Regions from separate parts of the Oryctolagus cuniculus genome. Here region 2 is linked to region 1. A link is a contact called in public Hi-C data. All regions are on one chromosome and are shown on one strand. Each heading gives the region's core, a stretch centred on a gene start, on an enhancer-like site or on the middle of the called end of the contact. The rest is flanking DNA. Distances are from core to core; before and after follow the strand shown.

The links. A called contact is a pair of places that touch in the nucleus more often than the background predicts.
Region 2: a contact with region 1 is called in a Hi-C map of an unstated tissue, with 4 times the contacts expected there. The contact joins the promoter of RHOB here to the promoter of HS1BP3 in region 1. A contact is called at or near these places in 4 of 6 Hi-C or Micro-C datasets (ear pinna, liver, psoas muscle and 1 more).

What each region holds. Positions count from the first base shown.
Region 1 is chr2:181,968,926-181,972,203 of mOryCun1.1, reverse strand. HS1BP3 (HCLS1 binding protein 3) reads right to left here and starts at 1,519. Exons shown (of 8, transcript XM_070069397.1): 1 at 1,388-1,519. The coding sequence starts at 1,419.
Region 2 is chr2:182,135,050-182,138,327 of mOryCun1.1, reverse strand. It overlaps RHOB (ras homolog family member B), which reads left to right and starts at 1,745. Exons shown (of 1, transcript XM_008254781.4): 1 at 1,745-3,278. The coding sequence starts at 2,113. The coding sequence ends at 2,703.

The DNA.
Region 1 (3,278 bases), core at 270-2,769:
CCAGCCGCAAGCCAGGTCAACACAGCAGCCGAAGGGTCTTTGTGCAGCTCACACGGCCACCAGCCCGGGATGTCCTGTCACTCTCAGGATGAAATCTGCGGGCTTGTGGTGGCCTGCGAGGCCTTTCCTGACGGTCCCCTGCTCCCAAGCCCACCTGCTCGCCATGTCACCTAATACGCTCCCCCAGCTCACCGCACCCCAGCCACCCTGGCCACAAGCTCCTGCTGTCTCTGTCCAGCGGCCAGCCTGTTGGAGGGACACCCCCTGCCCACACCTGACACAGCACGCACGTCTCCTGTCACTCTTCACAGCATCTGTCATCCCTGACACCACACCTGCTGGCCATGCTGCTGCCCCAACCCAGGCTCCACATCCTAGAACCTGGACCAGCCCGGGACACAGAGAACTGACGAGCACCTGCTGGCTGAACGCATACCTGAGTGCAGGGGGGGATGGGTGTGGGCGGAGGCCAGGCTGGAAACAGGTGCCAGGCTGGCTGCAGAGTGCACACCTCACCGCTAGACTGCTGCTCCTGCACTCCTGCAGGCAGGCTCCGATCACCTGGCCTTCGCTAAGCAGGATGGGCAGTGTGGGGGAGCCCCTGCCCACCCCACTTCCCAAGAACCCAGCCCCAAAGTCATAGCCCGGGATCTGCAAGTGGCTGGGAGGAGTGTCTGCTGCCGGTAGCTGTCAAGTTCAAGGCTGCAACTGGCACAGAAGGAACAGGCTCAGCGAGAGGAGGCTGACTCCTGCAGCCCCCCTCCATCACGGAGAGCAGACCGGGTCCGCTCTGGGTACCCTACTTCCCCACATCTGAAGCCACGGGGATCTCCTGTGCCCGCTGGGTGGGTAACACATCCATCTACACAACAAATCGGCGCGCTGGCCCGAGGTTTCCGAGCAAGTGTGGAGCACACGCCAACACTTGACTAGTGAGTCCAGTAGTGAGTCCTGGGCGGGGCAGTGCCAGGACCGTCTTGCGCTGGGTCCCCCCAGGCCCGGGCCCAGGTGCCCCCGCACCGCCTGCTCTTCCTGGGGCCGTCAGACCCTCACTTCTCCCGAGCCACCTCCTGCAGCAGCCGCAACGCCTTCCCCTCCACGCGTCCCGCAGGAAGCCCGGGTTCCTCGCCGGCCTGTGTTCCCACGGCAACCTGAACTTTCTGCTCGCCCGGGGCACCTGCCGGGCACGCGGGGAGCTCGGGGAGGGTGTGTGTGTCCAGGGCTGCGGGCCCTCCAGTAGCGAGGGAAGTCCGAGACGCCCTCTGCCCTGCCCGGAAGCGGCCCGTCCCAGCCCTGTGCCGGGTCCGGGGTGAGTCCCTGACGCCCTGGGGGCCTCCGTGTCCCGATCCACACAATGGGGACCCTCGCAGCGCGGGATCCCGCTCACCTGCAGGTTACGAGTACCGCCGGGGACTGCATGACGGCGGCGGCGGCGGCGGCTGCGGCGGCTGCGGGCGGGGCGCGCGGTCACGGGACCCGGCGGCGCGGCAGCGTTGCGTCCCCGCCCCCCGGCGTCTCGGGTGGGGCTGCGGCCGCCTGGGAGACGCCTCTCCCCGGCCCGGCCCGGCGCTCGGCTCCGCCCCCGCCTCCGTGTCGTCACGAGCCACGCCCCCTGCCCGCTGGCTCGTTCCCCAAAGTTCCTGGCTAGCAGAATGAAATGTTCATTGTGGTGCGAAACGCACACATAAAAAGAAATTGAAAATCATACATAGTTTTTGCATAATATTCATCTTCATTAAGTCTATGAACGCCCCTCCTATGCATGAACTGCAAAACGTTTCTGCACCAAAATAAACGCTACTTTTCACTTCATTTGCTAGTTTGGAAAGCTCCCTGTTGCTAAGCTGGAGCTCCGGGTCGTCTTTCCTGCCCTGGCCTGCAGGATCCGTCCCTTTCCTGCGTCTGCTCACTCGCTGCACCTGGCAGGCACTCTTCCCCACGGGGGAGAGTCAGAGACACTCTGCTGGGGGCTGGCAGAGGTTCCTGACCCTTGGCCTGCCCCAGCTGGGCCCAGGGCAGTGGAGCAGGGGTCTGCTTGCCTGAAAAATGGCCTTAGGTATAGAGGCGTGCAAATGTAACAGACCCGTGCATAACATGCTCAAGTCTCTCCACGGGTGGGAAAGAGGGGGATGGTACTGTCACCTGTCAAAGTGGCCCAGGGAAAGGCGCTGTCTGGAAGCAGGGCCAGGAAAGGCACCCAACAGCTGTGCCTATTTCATTGTCCTCTCCCTGGGGCTTCACTGTAGGACAACTCCTAGAGTAATGTTGGCCACTGGGCTGCGCGCGCACACACACACACGCAGCGCCTGCCACCATCATCATCACCAACACATTCTACAGTGGCACATTCTGGAAAGTGGCTTTCCCCAAAGTTGCTCTTGAATGAGCACAGCCATTCTTTTTTTTTTTTTCTTTTTAAAGATTTATTTATTTTACTTGAAAGTCACAGTTACACAGAGAGAAGGAGAGGCAGAGAGAGAGAGGTCTTCCATCTGCTGGTTCACTCCCCAGATGGCCACAAAGACCAGAGCTGCGCTGGTCTGAAGCCAGGAGCTTCCTCCTGGTCTCCCATGCTGGTGCAGGGGCCCAAGGACTTGGGCCATCCTCCACGGCTTTCCCAGGCCACAGGAGAGAGCTGGGTTGGAAGTGGAGCAGCTGGGACTAGAACCTGCGCCCTTATGGGATGCCAGCACTGCAGGCAGCGGCTTTACCGGCTACACCACAGTGCCAGCCCCAAACACAACTGTTCTTACGCCTTGCCGATTTTGCTTGGAATTTGCTTCTAGAGTGGAGGAGCGATCGTGAGCAGGAGGACAACTGAATGGGGTGGTGGCTGCTGACCACTCCTGCTTGCTGGCCTGTCGGCAGAGCAGGGGCCATGGGAGCCACAGACATGTCACACTTTAGGGGAAGGACGTTGAGGGTCTGGGCATGGAACTGGGTGATGGGGCTGAGCATTCCAGGAGTCTGGGCAGCGCGCTGGGCGGTGGATGGAGCTGGTCGTGCTGCACAAACATTCATCCAAGACACACACGGTGTGTGGGTGCTAAGAGTCCACGGTGAACAAGGCCAATGTGCTTCCTCGCCCTCAGGCTTGGGGGATCTGAAAAGACTTTGAAAGGAACCAGTGTGCAGGGGAAACCCGCAGAAACAAGAAGCGATCGCGCAGATCGAGCAAAGCTCCAGAGAGCAGAAAGCCCGCAGCAGGGAATCAGGGGACAGGGCAAGCTGGAGCCAGGCCAGGGGCACCTGAGGCCATCAGGGAGCGGCTGTCCCGC
Region 2 (3,278 bases), core at 496-2,995, 170 kb before region 1:
CTTAAAAAACAAGGCAAGGGGCGTAAGTGGGTAAAGCTGCCACCTGCAGTGCCGGCATTCCATATGGGCGCCAGTTCAAGTCCTGGCTGCTCCATTTCCGATCCAGCTCTCTGTTATGGCCTGGGAACACAGTAGAAGCTAGCCCAGGTCCTGGGGGCTCCTGCATCCCCCTAGGAGACCTGTAAGAAGCTCCTGGCTCCTGGCTTTGGATCAGCCCAGTGCTGGCCATTGCAGCCATCTGGGGAGTGAACCAGTGGATGCAAAACCTCTTTCTCTTTCTCTGCTTCTGCCTCTCTGTAACTCTGCCTTTCAAACAAATCAATCAATCTTAAAAAAAAAAAAAAAAGACAAAATTCCTCTCTCTAACAACAACAACAAAAATAATTTGGGCGCTGTAAAAAAGTGGAGCTGGTGTGGGGAACATGCAGCCCTTCTGATGGTTCAACCGATGCGGGCCAGGATGGGCCCTAGAGGGTAACAGCCACTAGGTTGACCTGTGAGTGGCACTGAAACCACAGGCTCCCTCTCAGCTGCCTGCGTGGGTTCGCCTGGGTGACTGTTAGAGTGGATCTGGAGCTGAGGTAAGAGCCCCCCAGAAAATCCCCACTGAGCTCCTGAACAAGCGGGTCGATCCTCCAGTCACCTGCTGGCTGGGTCCGGAGGACGCTGGCGCCCCCACCAAACCACAATCCAGAGGCAGACAGACAATGGGGCAGTGAGCTCGCCGTGATGGGCAGGTCTCCCTTCGGGTTTCCAGACCAGAGGTGAGGGCCACGTCCCGCAGGGTCCCCGGGGCAGCTGCCTGCAGCCCTGCTGGTTTGGGGCGATGGACCCCCAGCGCGCGCTCACTCGCACCTGCGAGCCCTGGGCCCCTGCCCCACCGTTCGCCGGCTCAGTGGGGTTTAGGGGGCCAGATTCTATTGCACTCTTCGTTCGGACACGGCTCTGCCTTAACAAACGGATCCGAAAGAACCACGCAGAGTTTCGGCCAAATACCCCGGCCTGCCCCTTCCCATTCATCGAACCAGCGCTCGCCCACTCGGTCTCCTTTCCCTCACCTTCGCCCGGCGACCCGAGCTGGGGGGTCCTGAAAGAGGAGGGCAGGGGCTTGCAAGGGCCGGGAGGCTCGGCCCAGGCCCACCCAGGTTGCAGTGGGCGCCTCACGCCAGGGGCTCAATCCCAGGGCAAGGGCGCCCCGGGAGGCCCGAGCACAGAGCGGCCGGCTCCAAAAGGGCGAAGAAGAAACCTTTCAGTTTGGAAACAAAAGTGCGTGTGTGGCCGTGCGTGTGCGTGTGTGTGTGGTTGTTTACTTACAAACAAAACCACGTTACGGGAGCCGCCCCTCCCCCGCCCCAGGTCCGACCACCCGCGGGGGGTTGGCCAGAAAGCCCCGCGATTCTGCTCTAAAAGGAGGCGCCGACCCCCCACTCCAAAGTGCCGCCCCGTCTCGGAACCCGCGGGCCCAGACCCCGCGGGCTCTAGGCAGCCAGCCCTCGGGCCACGACGAAGGCGGGGAGCCGGGGCCGCCGCGGCCCCGCAGCGCCGGCGGCCGCGCAGACTCCACGGTCGCCGCCTCTCCCAGCCCCGCGGCCAGGGCCGTCAATCAAGCCCGTGCGGCCCCGCCTTCGGGCTGCAGCAGGCGGCCAATCAGAGCCAAGCTCCGCAGCGATGAGCTCAGCCGGCTCGCTTCCTATTGGGCGGCTATATTAAGAAAGTGGCCGGACTCTTTAAATAGCAGGCGCTAGGGCCGCAGCCCGCATCTGCCACCGCAGTCTGGCTGGAGTCGTCGGCGCCCTGGTACGCGCGGCCCGGGACCCGGGAGGGGGAGCGGGACCGACCGCAGCCCGAGCCCTTGTGGCGCACAAAGCCGCCGACCCCGGCCCGGGGCGTGAGCCGCGGCCGCAGTCCGCGAGCAGCGCGGCGCGCCCTATGCACCCGCGCCCCCGCCGCGGCAGCCTGAGCGCCCGGAGAGAACGCGCCACCGCGGGGCCTGGGTGCAGCTAGCGACCCTCGCCCCCCAGCGCGCCGCCGGAGGTGAGCAGTGAGCGAAGCGAGCGGGACGGCAGCGAGGCGCTCGCGGGCCCCCTCCTGCTGCCCGGGCCCGGCCGGCTCATGGCGGCCATCCGCAAGAAGCTGGTGGTGGTGGGCGACGGCGCGTGCGGCAAGACGTGCCTGCTGATCGTGTTCAGCAAGGACGAGTTCCCCGAGGTGTACGTGCCCACCGTCTTCGAGAACTATGTGGCCGACATCGAGGTGGACGGCAAGCAGGTGGAGCTGGCGCTGTGGGACACAGCGGGCCAGGAGGACTACGACCGCCTGCGGCCGCTCTCCTACCCGGACACCGACGTCATCCTCATGTGCTTCTCGGTGGACAGCCCGGACTCGCTGGAGAACATCCCCGAGAAGTGGGTGCCGGAGGTGAAACACTTTTGCCCCAACGTGCCCATCATCCTGGTGGCCAACAAGAAGGACCTGCGCAGCGACGAGCACGTCCGCACAGAGCTGGCGCGCATGAAGCAGGAGCCCGTGCGCACGGACGACGGCCGCGCCATGGCCGTGCGCATCCAAGCCTACGACTACCTCGAGTGCTCCGCCAAGACCAAGGAGGGCGTGCGCGAGGTCTTCGAGACGGCCACGCGCGCCGCGCTCCAGAAGCGCTACGGCTCGCAGAACGGCTGCATCAACTGCTGCAAGGTGCTATGAGAGGCCGCGCCCGCCCGTCTGCCCCCGCCTGCGCGGCGCCCCCTCCCGGGCCGGTCCCCCAGCCAGCCGTGGGGAGGGGAGGCCCACGCCCCTGCAAGGACCCCACCAGACTGCCTGGCGTCTGCGGGCGGCTCTGGCTCTCGCGCCGAGAAGCGCGTGGGCACCGGGCGCCCCCTTCCCAGTGTCTGCGTGCGTCCAGCTGTGTGGCACAGGCCCGGGCGCCCCCGCTGAGTGCCAAGGGTCCCCTGGACATCCTGTTCTGAGGATCAGAGCCTCAGAGCGTGTGACTGCGTGTACGTTCTACTGCCCCCTCGCTCACATTGTCACACCACCCCCGCCTCGGGTCCCCCCGGGGTGGGGGTGGGGGCCGGGGCCGCGCCCCATCGGATGTTAGCCCGTAACCCGCGAGCGCCTGCTATCCCTTGTTTGTAACATAGACCCCGGGAATTGCGGGAGGGAGGGCTGGGGAGGAGGAGGGGGGTGTTCTATAAATACAGATATAATTTTATTTTCGGAGGTAAGATGGTGTTATTTAATGGTCGTGGTGGGTGGAGTGACCAGGGCGTTAGAACAGC